3 separate regions of the Sus scrofa genome follow, and all the other regions are linked to region 2. The links are chromatin contacts, called in public Hi-C and HiChIP or PLAC-seq maps. All regions are on one chromosome and are shown on one strand. Each heading gives the region's core, a stretch centred on a gene start, on an enhancer-like site or on the middle of the called end of the contact. The rest is flanking DNA. Distances are from core to core; before and after follow the strand shown. Region 1 holds the start of RAB3A (RAB3A, member RAS oncogene family). Region 2 holds the start of PIK3R2 (phosphatidylinositol 3-kinase regulatory subunit beta). Region 3 holds the start of MAST3 (microtubule-associated serine/threonine-protein kinase 3).

Region 1 (3,969 bases), core at 890-3,389, 48 kb before region 2:
TCGTATCCTCCCTGTTTCCCATGCCTTTTACTGCAGGCTTTGCGAGTTTGGGGGACAGGCCGTCTCTCCGCCCTGCTTCCGCCATTTCTTCGAATTTTTCTCTGGAAAATGGGGCACAGGAACGAGAGGGGTTCCCGGAGCGTCCATCAGCTCTTTCCTTCCTTCTGGGAATTGGGGAAGGGTGGCTCTCTTGGTCCCAATTGCTTCTTTCTCCATCTCATTAACAGGGTGGAGCATCCACCAGCCCGGCTCCCTTTGGGGATCTAACATCTCAGAAATTAGACAGGGTCTATCTTTACCCCTATTTCTGTTTTTTCTTCTTTTGCACTTATTTTGAAATAGGAGACATGGAGCATCTTCTCGGTTCCTTTTTTCTGAAACTGGGGTGTTTAACGAGAGGTCACGGCACTCAGGACTGGGCGGGGACCCCCTGATCCCGGACCTGGGGTGCGCGGGGGTGGGGAAGGGGAACGCCCCCAGAAGACCAAGGCTCCGCCAAAGCCTCAACCTCTCCGCCCTTCAACCACTCGGGAACCAACGCTGGACGAGAGGAGGGCCGTGACAATCTTTTATTGGCTATTTAGCAAATCGCTTGAACACTTAAGCCAATCATAAGGCGCCGTGAAACCCCGCCTCCCTAACACTGGAGAGAGGTGGCCCCAGCAGGCGATTCCTCCCCTCCGGCACTGCTTTCGCTAGCTACTGGATGCGCTCGCTGGGCCCCGCCCCATTCTCGCGTCAATCTGCGTGGGGAGCCTCGCCCCTCCCCGCTCTGCGTGTGACAGTGGACCCTATCTCAATGCGTGGCTCCGCCCCAGGATGGCGTCACGGCCGTATCTGCATGTGAGGCCCCGCCCTGCTCTTTGCAGGACGTCACCAAGGACTGCAGGGGCCTGAGCCGCTGCCGCCGCCTCCGCTGCCGCGCAGCCCCACATCAACGCACTGGGGGCCCCGTCGCCACCGCTAGGGTCACCACCACATCACTGCAGGGCAAGGTGAGCTCCCGAGTGTCCCTGTGCACTCCCGCTCGGAGTACCTACATAACCTTCATTTGACTGATGGGCTGGCTGGGGTGAGAGACGAGGTTGGCAGGTGTTAAATGAGGGGAAGGATGCGGCGGTCGCGAGCCTGGGGAGGGGTAGGTTCCCCTTACCTGCTGGATCCTCCTCCCCACCCCCACCTCTCCACCCCGGTTCTGCGGCGGAGGGGGAGGGGAGACGAGACGGGTGCCTTGCGGGAAGCTGTGCGCGCGGGAGGCTCCATGCGTGCGCGTGCGCGTGGTGTGCACACGCGTGTGCGCGCCCGCCTGTACCGGCCGATTTGTGTGTACCCTTGCTTGGGTCCCAGGGTATGCTCTTGTGACCCCCCCGGGTTTCCCTACTCAAGTTTGTGCATGTTGCACGCGTGTGGAGGGGGACGCGTGGACTATGCGTGTGCGTGCACAGCAAAGTGCATACATGTACAGAGATGCGTGCCCATGTGGGTGACGTGTACTCGGCTGCATAGGTGGAGGACACAGTGCGCACGGGTGGATTTGCTCATTGGTATATGCATGTCGGTGTGCAGACAGGTGTCTGCCTCTGTCCTGTGCGCCGAGTGTGTTCGATGCTCAGATATGCACGAATGTGCCCTGGTGTGTGCCCTGCTGTGTGCACGTGAGCGTGAGCACGCCCTGCTCCTATCACGTGGGGTAGCTGCTTCAGCCCGAGCTCTCCCAGCCTGGGAATCTGGGAGGACTGCAGATACGCGTCCCCGCGGGTACCGTACACGCGTGTGCACGTGCGCTAGCGCCGCTCAGTTCTGAGGAACGTGAATGATTGATAGGGGGCGGGGCCGGCCGCAGTCACTCCCCTAGGCACAGCTGTAGGGCTTAGGTTGCTGTCGGACCAGGGGCTCCGGCCTGCAGCGATGTCTCCATCCCTTTCGGTCTGAAAGTCCTCCCCTGAAACCTTGGGCCTTTCAAGGTCAAGGCCCGCCCTCTGCTGTGGGCCCCACCATTAGTACTGGGGCTCCTGACGGGATAAAGGTAATCTCTGTCTCACTCTGGGAGCTCTGGAGTTCTTCCATCCTGAGTCTGGGCTTGGGCGTTTGGAGTTGGAGGGCGACCCTCTCACGCTCGCCTATGCCCCGTACCCCCAGATGGCATCTGCCACAGACTCGCGCTATGGGCAGAAGGAGTCCTCGGACCAGAACTTTGACTACATGTTTAAGATCCTCATCATTGGAAACAGCAGTGTGGGCAAGACATCCTTCCTCTTCCGCTATGCAGACGACTCCTTCACGCCTGCCTTTGTCAGCACTGTAGGAATCGACTTCAAGGTCAAGACCATCTACCGGAATGATAAGAGGATCAAGCTGCAGATCTGGGTGGGTCCAGCTGGGGGAATTCTGTCTCCATCACTCCCTCTCTGTCCCAAAGAGCAGCCCAGCTTTCCCTATTGCTTTCCTGTCTAGATTCATTCATTACACACTGAGCATTTTTTCAGGCCCTTACTGTGTACCACAGGATAGAGGCACAGAAGAGGGTATCTCGGTTCTTTCAGTGTGTCATCGGTGCTCTCCAAGGGTGGGGAAGTAGCAAATGCCAGGTAGGTCCTCTCCTACCTCTGACATCATTGGACACATCATTTGCTTGGTGCCTCAGCTTCTCTCCCCATCTTCAGCTTCCTCCATGTGGCTCTGTATGAGGTTTCAGAGAAATCTTGACCCCCCCCCCCACCTCATTCTCCGAGACAGGAACAGGCTCCTCTAGCCACCTCCCTCAGTGCCTCTGAGACATGAGGGAGCCTGCTAAATCCAAAGTCAGAACCATCCCTTCTCTGTTCACAGTTCTGCCAAGGCTCCCACCTCATCTGGGTTAAACCTGTGCCTTCTCCCCCTGGCTAAGATCCTGTGTGGTCTATCCTTGTTGATACCCAATCTCATTTGTATCCCTCCATCTCTACCTCAGCCTCTTCACTGTCTCACTGTTCCTCAAATATACCAGACATAGTCCACATCTGGGCCTTTCCCTGGGCTGTGCCTTCTGCCTGGATTACCTTTCTTCTTATCTCTGCAGGGCTCCCTCCCTCATCCTTCAAGTTTTTTGTTTTTTGTTTTTTTTTTTTTGTCTTTTTAGGGCCACACCCTCAGCATATGGAGGGTCCCAGGCTAGGGGTCTAATCAGAGCTGCAGCTGCCTGCCTACACCACAGCCACAGCAATGCCAGATCCAAGCCATATCTGCAACCTACACCACAGCTCATGGCAACACATCCCCAACTCACTGAGCTTGGCCAGGGATCAAACCCACATCCTCTTGGATACTAGGTGGATTTGTTTTCGCTGCACCATGACAGGAACTCCTGATTTTGGTCTATTTTGGTTTTTTGTTTTGTTTTTGTCTCTCTCTCTCTTTTTCCTCTTTTGTTCTACCCAGTTATGTGGTGGGTTTCTTGCCCTTTTTGGAGGTTTAAGATCTTCTGTCAGCATTCAGTAGATGTCTTGTACGAATCTTTCTACATGTAGATGGGTTTTTGTTTTTGTTTTGTTTTTTTTGATGTGTTCATTGGAGAAGATGAGTACCTTGTCTTACTCCTCTGCCATCTCAATCCCGATGCTATTGGTTTTTGTTTTTTGCCCACACCCAGGGGCATGTGGAAGTTCCCAGGCCAGGGGTTGAACCCATGCCACAGTGGCAGCCCAAACCACTGCAGTGACAACGCTAGATCCTTAACCATTTGTGCCACAAGAGAACTCTCTGGTGCTTTTTTTTTTGGTCTTTTTGTCTTTTTGCCATTTCTAGGGCCGCTCCTGCGGCATATGGAGGTTCCCAGGCTAGGGGTCCAATCGGAGCTGTAGCTGCCGGCCTACACCAGAGCCACAGCAACGCGGGATCCGAGCCGCGTCTGCAACCTACACCACAGCTCACGGCAATGCCAGATCCTTAACCCACTAAGCAAGGCCAGGGATCGAACCTGCAACCTCATGG
Region 2 (3,689 bases), core at 458-2,957:
CCTCGGGGTTGGGAGCAGAGCTCCCAAGAATCTGCCCTGGCACACTGTATGCTCAGTAAAAAAGCTCTTCCTTGCCCTTGTTAGAGATGGGGAAACTGAGGCTCAGAGCAGGGAGGCCTTGGTTGGACCAGCCAATGGACCAGGAAGCCAGGACTCAACTCAGATCCGCCCAACCTCACAAGACCCACGTGGCCAAACAGTTATACCCAGAGCGGGGAGGGTGTGAGGGGGAGGATGCTCATGGCGCTGTGGGAGCTCTAAGAGGTTGGGCCAGCTGGACACAGAAAGAGGCAGCAGGGGCGAAAGAGGGTAGGAGAGGTCCAAGGCAGAGGCCCCGCACAGGCAAAGGCCTAGAGGTGAGTCCAAACAAATGGATCTGCAGGAGAGAAGGGGACAGGAGTCCTGACATGGCTCAGTTTGGGGGCCACAGGAGGTACTCAACACATGAGAGGATGGGTAGGAGGCCCAGAGGACCTTGTCCCCATGGAGCCAGCAAGGGGTACATGGGGGTGGGGCATGGCTGCTGCCAAGGGGGAGGCTGCTGGAAGGGCAATGATCACCTCCCAAGAGCCCTCAGTCTCAGGCAGACACAGCCCAGCACAGACATCCAATCTCAGCCCTGCAGGTTGAGTTCTCCTGAGAGGTTGGGGATGGTGGTGGGGAGGGGTGGTGTTTTCTGGAGGGCGGGTCCTCACAGAGGACAGGAGGGGGTATTAGCCAGAGGGAACAGTACATGCAAAGGCTTGACTGCAAGAAATGCTTGCCAAGAGTTCAGGGTGCCTTAAGGAAGCCTCAGAACACGCAAGGCCTCGAGTGCCAGACAGAGAGTCAGGCTTTATTCTTCGATCACGCGGAGCGGCAAGAGGTATCTGAGCACGGAGCAAAAGCTCTACATTCCAACTTACCTGTTCCCTGGCCCCTGTGCCCCCACTGTACAGGTGGGGAAACTGAGGCCCAGCGAGAGGGACGTCCAAGAAACCTCCTGAATCCGTTTGTCTGCCCGCCTCCGCGCCCTGGCGTGCACACGTTTGCACATGCCCCGGTGAGCACGCCTGGGAACCAGCGCTCCTCGAACCTCGAATCCAAGAGGCGGGGTGGAGGGGACAGTCCTGGCTGGGGGCTTGGAGGCTGGACACAGGGCCTGCGTGCTCATGCGTGTGAAGACGCACTTTTGAGCCTGCGTGGACCCCGCAGACCAGTCCAGGGGCCGGAAGTGGAGTCGACCCTCTACTGTCTTGCACCCTACTATGCCCCACACAATGCCTGGGCGCCCCTCATTACTACTCGACGCCCTACTCCTGGCAGGGCCTCTCTCAATTCAGGGCCGCGGCTCCAACCCTTTATCTCTGCCTAGGGTCTCCCGTACTGCCCCCATCGTCTTGTCTCGGATGATGCACCGCAGCCAGATCGAGCCTGAGGCCTCCCGCTCCCTGCGGCCCCCTGTTCCCGCGGGGCCCGATGCAGCCCGGCTTGCGTTCTGGCTTCAACCGTGGCCCCACGCTCTGCTTGGGCGCCCTGCATTTAAGCGCACCCTTTGCCCGGCCTGCCACGCGGACCAGCCTGGACTTACCTGGTCGCGGCCGCCTCCGCCGCCGCCGCGGCAGCCGTCACGCCGAGCCGAGCCCGATCCGTGGCTACACCGCGGCCGCCGTCGCCGCAGCCGCGGGATCCCCGCCGCCGCCGCCGCCGCCGCCGCCGCCGCCGCCGCCGCCGCCGCGGTTCCGATCGGTCGGGCCCGCCTCCGGCGGAAACAGCCGAGTGTATTCGGGTAAGGCGGGTGAAACGAAGCGGAGGCGGAGGCTGGGGACACCCGAGTGCTTCCGGAAAGAGCCGAACGTACTCCCGCGGGACTGGAGGGTACGGGGGTGTTTGCCCCGGGATAACCGATCACTTCCGGAAATAACCGAGCACAATCGGGTCAGGTGAGCGACCCGAGCTCGGGTTGGCTAGGCTCGGCTGCTCTCAGAGAAGACCGAGCGATTCCGGAAATGGCCCGAGCGCGCTCTAGCTGGACTAGCCGAACAGGGGATGGGCCTGGAGACTTCGGAAAGTTTGTCAAGAACCAAGTGTGTTCGGTCCCAAATGAGGCCCTAGGAACTTAGATCCAAAGGCACCTTCCTGAAACTGTCGAAGCATGGACATCTCCAAAGGGCGGGTGAGGTGGCCCCAAATTCAAGAAACTGGAGGTGGCGGAGATGGGGGAAGGGGCTAGCCACAGAAACCTGAGCTTTTCAGGAAACAAGCTGATGGCCCAGAAGAAGCCGGGGTTGAAATCTGAGGTCTTCACGGTAGCCCAGAGGATCCGGGAACAGCTGAATCAACTCGCCGGTAGGGATAACTAACCCAGTGCCTGCCCAGATGCCCAGGCTGTTTCCGGAAATAGCCAAGACACTCGGAATCGGGAGGCGTGGCCAAGGGTTTCCGACCCTACGGGTTACTTCGGAGGTAACCGAAGGCACTCGGGCTGGTCTGGGTTCCGAAGGGGGTGAGGAGAATTGTAGGGGACAGCCCAAGCAAAGACTAATATAAAAAGGACACAGATGGTTTATTTATTGCCACAGCTTCGGGGCCCCAGACGAAGCCCTGAAGGACAGAGCCTCTGATGGGTACTCTGATGGGTACACGGAGAGGGCAGCTCAATGATGAACTCCCAGCAGCCTTCAAAACCCACTTCAAGTGACTTTGAGCCACGGGTCTGTTTTCATCCCGCCTCCACCCCACTCTTCCCTTACCCTTTTCTTGGCCCCTCACAAATCCAGACATTGGACCTCCTTTTTGTAAATGTGGGCTTTTATTCACTGTCAGCTCCGGGGTGGAAGGCGGGAGCAAGTCATGCACAGCCTTGGTCTAGCTCCAACACTAGGTGGTGCTGCATGGGTGTCTCCAGAAGGAATGCAGACTGGGCTGCAGTGCCTGGAAAGTGCCCTCACCACGTAGGACACAGAGATCTTGCTAACAACCCACAAATGGGAGAAAGGGAGGCTCTGAGGTGCCCAGTGGGTCACTTAGCATCACAGGGGAGAGAGCTGGAATCTGCTCTGACATTAGATCCAAGCTCCAGAGAGACAGAGCCTGGCTGCATGACTCTCACCAGGCAATCATGGGACAAATCTCTGCCTCTCCCCAGACCTTAGTTATTTGTCTGTAAAATGAGGATGAGAACACCACTTCTAGCCTTCTTAAGGCTGGCTGAGGGAGAAGCCACGAGTAAAAGCGCTTGGCATACAGTAGGTGCTTAATAAATAGTCATTGGGATTAGCTTTGTAAACACAAGGAAACCGAGGCACAGAGCTGGGAAGCCATTTTCCCAGAGCCAAATGTGAAGCCAAGATTCAAACTTTGGCCTCACTGACCCCTGGTTGGACTTTCTCACTCAAATTTCATCCCGGGGAGGCTCTGACACATGGAGGGCACCCCCTAGCGGGGGGAGGGGTTTCAGACACATCATGGTCAAGGGTTCACCCCGGTGGGCATCAAACACAAAAAAATCTTGTTCAGGGTGGACATCCTTATGCTACCCTGAAGTGCCCTTTGAGGCCTCTGCCTGCCAGGGCACCAGTGTCTGGCTGTGAAGTGGGCAACCCCTCTGCCTAAATCTGGTGAACTTCTACACATACATCAAAGCCCCAGCCCACACCCCCTTAAGCCCATCGGATTGGACGCAGACTCAGGCACAGTTGGCTGAGGGA
Region 3 (3,623 bases), core at 281-2,780, 47 kb after region 2:
AGGCTCAGGCCCCCACTGCTGTCTCTGACACCCAGCCCTCCCTTTCTGCGCCGAATGTCCTGGTTGGTGGTGTGTGTGTGTGTGTGTGTGTGTGTGTGTGTGTGTGTGTGTGTGTCTCTTCCTTGGAGCTCTACCTTCATTCTCCCTGACCTTGAACCCAAACACATGCAGCTGCCCTTTACCTCTGGAGAAGTTTGCAGTCCTACAACCCGGGTTCAAAAGCCACCTTTCCCCTCCCGCATCAGCTTCACCCCTGTCCTTACTAGGTTCTAGCTTTTTTCAGCCTCTTTCATTTCCCCAAACACCTATCCCCTGCCCTGCCACCAGTGGCTGCCTCTTCTGTCCCAATGCTACCCAGCAACCCTTGGTTCATGTGCCTTCTCCAGGGGTGCCTGAGTGTGCCCATCACAGCAGATCCTCTACAGTGCCACTGCTGCTCAGGGGACCATCTCCCCCAACAGGCTGGGGGATCCAGGAAGGGAGTTCCAGAGGGTGAACCCCTCCTCCCCTGCCCTGCCTCTCCAGAGTGAGGGGAGGGGGCATACAGCAGGCACTTAATAAATGTTTGTCGGGTAAATGTTGAATCCCGGATGCCCTCTGCTTGCAAATGGTGGCTTCTTAAGTGTCGTCTAAACCTCAGAAGGAAATGGCTAGAATGTCTAACTTCCCATTGCACAGATGGGAAAACTGAGGCCCAGTGAAGTCAAAGAAGTTGCCGCCCGCGGTCACGTGGGTTCGAATATCAGCCTCTGCTAGCCCTAACGCCTATGTTCTTATCTCCTGGTGGCACTGCCTCCCAAACATAAACCCGAGGTTACAGGTCAGAAAAGGCCCTTATAGTGAATGGGGAAACTGAGGTTCAAGGAAGCAAGAGGGCCTCCCGCCAACGCCGCTCCCTTCCCAAGCCACACAGCCACTTGGCAATGGTTTGTGCGCCAGAGAGCTGATTAAGGGCGCTGGACTGAATCCCTGCTGGGCCACCTAAGGTTTGTGACTTTCCTAGACTTGAGCCTGTTTCCTTAACTGACGAATGGGTGTCTGGATAGCCCCAATCTCCCCAGCTTGTGTTAAGGGTTGAGCTGAGGCAGGGTGCGGTGGCGCTGCGAAGGCAGGAGGCAAGTTTTAATAAACATTAATTAGTCTTAATATATCACTAGTAAAATGATTAATACAACAATGAATATATGGTGAGCGCTCAAATGCTGCTGGTGGAGAGAGCGAAACCCTCAGCCCCTTTCTCCAACGGAGCCTCACTTTCTCCGTATGTCAAATAGGCATACCCTCTTCCCATCATACGAAAAGCACTTTGAGATGCGAGCGGGAGCCTCCAGAGCGCTTCCCGCCCTCTGCCTCAGTTGCCCCTGGCCAGCCAAAGCCCCCACCCCGACACGAAGGCTGGGTTCACTCCGCCAGCGCCCTCCTCCCGCCCGCGCTGGTGCCTCACCTGGAGCCCACGGCGTCGCAGGAGACTTGGCTCGTCCATGGCCCGCTAGTCCGCACTGCTGGCCGGCGCCCGGCCCCGCCTCAGCCTGCCAGGCCCCGCCACCCCGCGCCATTGGTCAAGCCGGTCAGCTGACGAGCTGTGACCCCGCCCCTCCTTGAGAGCTTTTCTCGAAAGGTCCGCCCACTTTGGGCGAGCCTGCCCCGCCCTTCCAGGCCCCTCCCCACCCCTCCAGCCCAGAAGTAAACATTTTTCAATGAATCTTCCCAGATTTTAGAAATCTTTTTACCAGGTAAACACCTGATTTAAAAAAAAAAAAACTCTTTTGCCAATGAGGAAACTGAGGTTCAGAGAAGTTAATCCATGTGCCCTGGGCCCGCAACAAGGGTGAAGAGTGTGGGGCACTCACCTCCATGCAATATTTAAGGGCCCGCAAATAAATCGGTAATCAAGATATATAATATTTTGGAGTTCTCTTGTGGCGGAGCGGGTTAAGGATCTGGCGTTGTCACTGCAGCAGCATGGGTCGCTCAAACTTTGGCAACGGTTCTATCCTTGGCCCCAGGAACTTCCACATGCCCCAGGGGCGGCCAAAAAAAAAAAAAAAAAAGATATATAGTATTTTAATACAACATTTTAAAGAATCAAAACTAATGCAAAAATGCATAATGAGCTAAACATCAACATTTTAAGTAAAGACAGGATCAAGAGTTCCGCTGTGGCGCGACCGGATTAGCTGTGGTGCAACCAGATCAGGAATGTCTCTGTAATGCCAGGACACGTGTTCAATCCCCGCCCTGCACAGTGGGTTATAGGATCCTTGCCTAATCTGGGTAGGTCGCTATTGCAGCTGGGATCTGATCCCTGTCCTGGGGAAGTCCATAAGCCCGACGGCCAAATAAACAAGTTAATTAAATGAGAGGATCAGACTCTGCCCTTGCATGTCTTTGCCTCCCTTGTCTCATCCCTATCCTGGTCCTTGTTCCAATAAATCTTTATTAACAAGAATAGATTGCCACTGTAGTTGTTAGGTTTTTTTTGTTTGTTTGTTTGTTTGTTTGTTTGTTTGTTTGTTTGTTTTGAGGATAACTGCTTTTGCTGAGTGCCAGCTGAGCACCCAGCCAAGTGCCTCATGAAGACCTCTCACAGGTATTTGACCATCATTGTTCAGTCTGACTTGGCAGAAGGGAAAGGGAGGCTGGGAAAAGTCCAAAGTCCCAGGATGGCACTCACATTCTCTCTTTCACTAGGGCCCCACTGTCTCTGCAGCTGCAATTTTCCTCCTTTACCGCCCTGTTCTGACCAGACATTAGAGAATGTTCTTACATTGGAGGGAACCCTAGGTAGGGTCTCTGGCTAATGACCTGTGAGGTACTGTAGGATCCCACCAAGTTATAGTGGCCAGATTGAGGACATCAAAATCAAGACTTCAAGACAAAACTTGTTTATCTCATCCATGAAATTGACTTGTAATTCACCTACCATAAAATTCACCATTTTAGGGAGTTTCGGGAGGCGCAGTGGAAACAAAACCGACTAGGAACCATGAGGTTGTAGGTTCGATCCCTGGCCTTGGTCAGTGGATTAAGGATCTGGTGTTGCTCTGGCTGTGGTGTAGGCCGGCAGCTACAGCTCTGGTTAGACCCCTAGCCTGGGAACCTCCTTATGCCATGGTTGTGGCCCTAAGAGACCAAAAAAAAAAAATCACCTTTTTAAAGTACACAGTTCTGTGGTTTTTAATGTTCACAGCCCTCTTGTGCAATCATCTAAATTTAGAACACTTTCATCAGCCCCTAAAGAAAACCTATACTGTGACTTGCTTTCGTGGCTGAGCAGTTAACTAACCCTACTAGTATCTATGAGAATGTGGGTTCGATCCCTAGCCTTGCTCAGTGGGTTAAAGATCTGGCATTGCTGTGGCTGTGGTGTAGGCCAGCAGCTGCAGCTCCAGTTCGACCCTTAGCCAGGGAATGTCCATATGCTACAGGTGTGGCCCTAAAAAAACAAAAACAAAGCAAAACAAAACAAACAAAGAACCCTATACTGGTGAGCAGCCACTCCTCCATTCTGTCCCTCCCCTAGTCCCTGGTAACCAGCAATCTGATTTCTCTCTCTATGAATTCGCCAGTGCTGGACATTTCACATAAATGGACTCATGCAAACCTGTGGCCTTTTGTGTCTG

Evidence for each region. A called contact is a pair of places that touch in the nucleus more often than the background predicts. HiChIP or PLAC-seq counts read pairs in DNA pulled down with a chosen protein or histone mark.
Region 1: a Hi-C map of skeletal muscle shows a contact between it and region 2, with 3 times the contacts expected there. The contact joins the promoter of RAB3A here to the promoter of PIK3R2 in region 2. A contact is called at or near these places in 4 of 47 Hi-C or Micro-C datasets (embryonic fibroblasts, heart right ventricle, liver and 1 more) and 1 of 2 datasets of contacts at active chromatin or transcription factors (alveolar macrophages).
Region 3: an H3K27ac HiChIP or PLAC-seq map of alveolar macrophages shows a contact between it and region 2. The contact joins the promoter of MAST3 here to the promoter of PIK3R2 in region 2. A contact is called at or near these places in 17 of 47 Hi-C or Micro-C datasets (alveolar macrophages, blood, brain and 8 more) and 2 of 2 datasets of contacts at active chromatin or transcription factors (alveolar macrophages and skeletal muscle).

Annotation. Positions count from the first base shown.
Region 1 is chr2:59,602,250-59,606,218 of Sscrofa11.1, forward strand. It overlaps RAB3A (RAB3A, member RAS oncogene family), which reads left to right and starts at 2,140. Exons shown (of 4, transcript NM_001123179.1): 1 at 2,140-2,367. The coding sequence starts at 2,140.
Region 2 is chr2:59,650,368-59,654,056 of Sscrofa11.1, forward strand. It overlaps PIK3R2 (phosphatidylinositol 3-kinase regulatory subunit beta), which reads right to left and starts at 1,708. Exons shown (of 16, transcript XM_021083506.1): 1 at 1,571-1,708. It overlaps MAST3 (microtubule-associated serine/threonine-protein kinase 3), which reads right to left. Exons shown (of 28, transcript XM_021083495.1): 28 at 2,533-3,689.
Region 3 is chr2:59,697,838-59,701,460 of Sscrofa11.1, forward strand. MAST3 (microtubule-associated serine/threonine-protein kinase 3) reads right to left here and starts at 1,531. Exons shown (of 28, transcript XM_021083495.1): 1 at 1,445-1,531. The coding sequence starts at 1,483.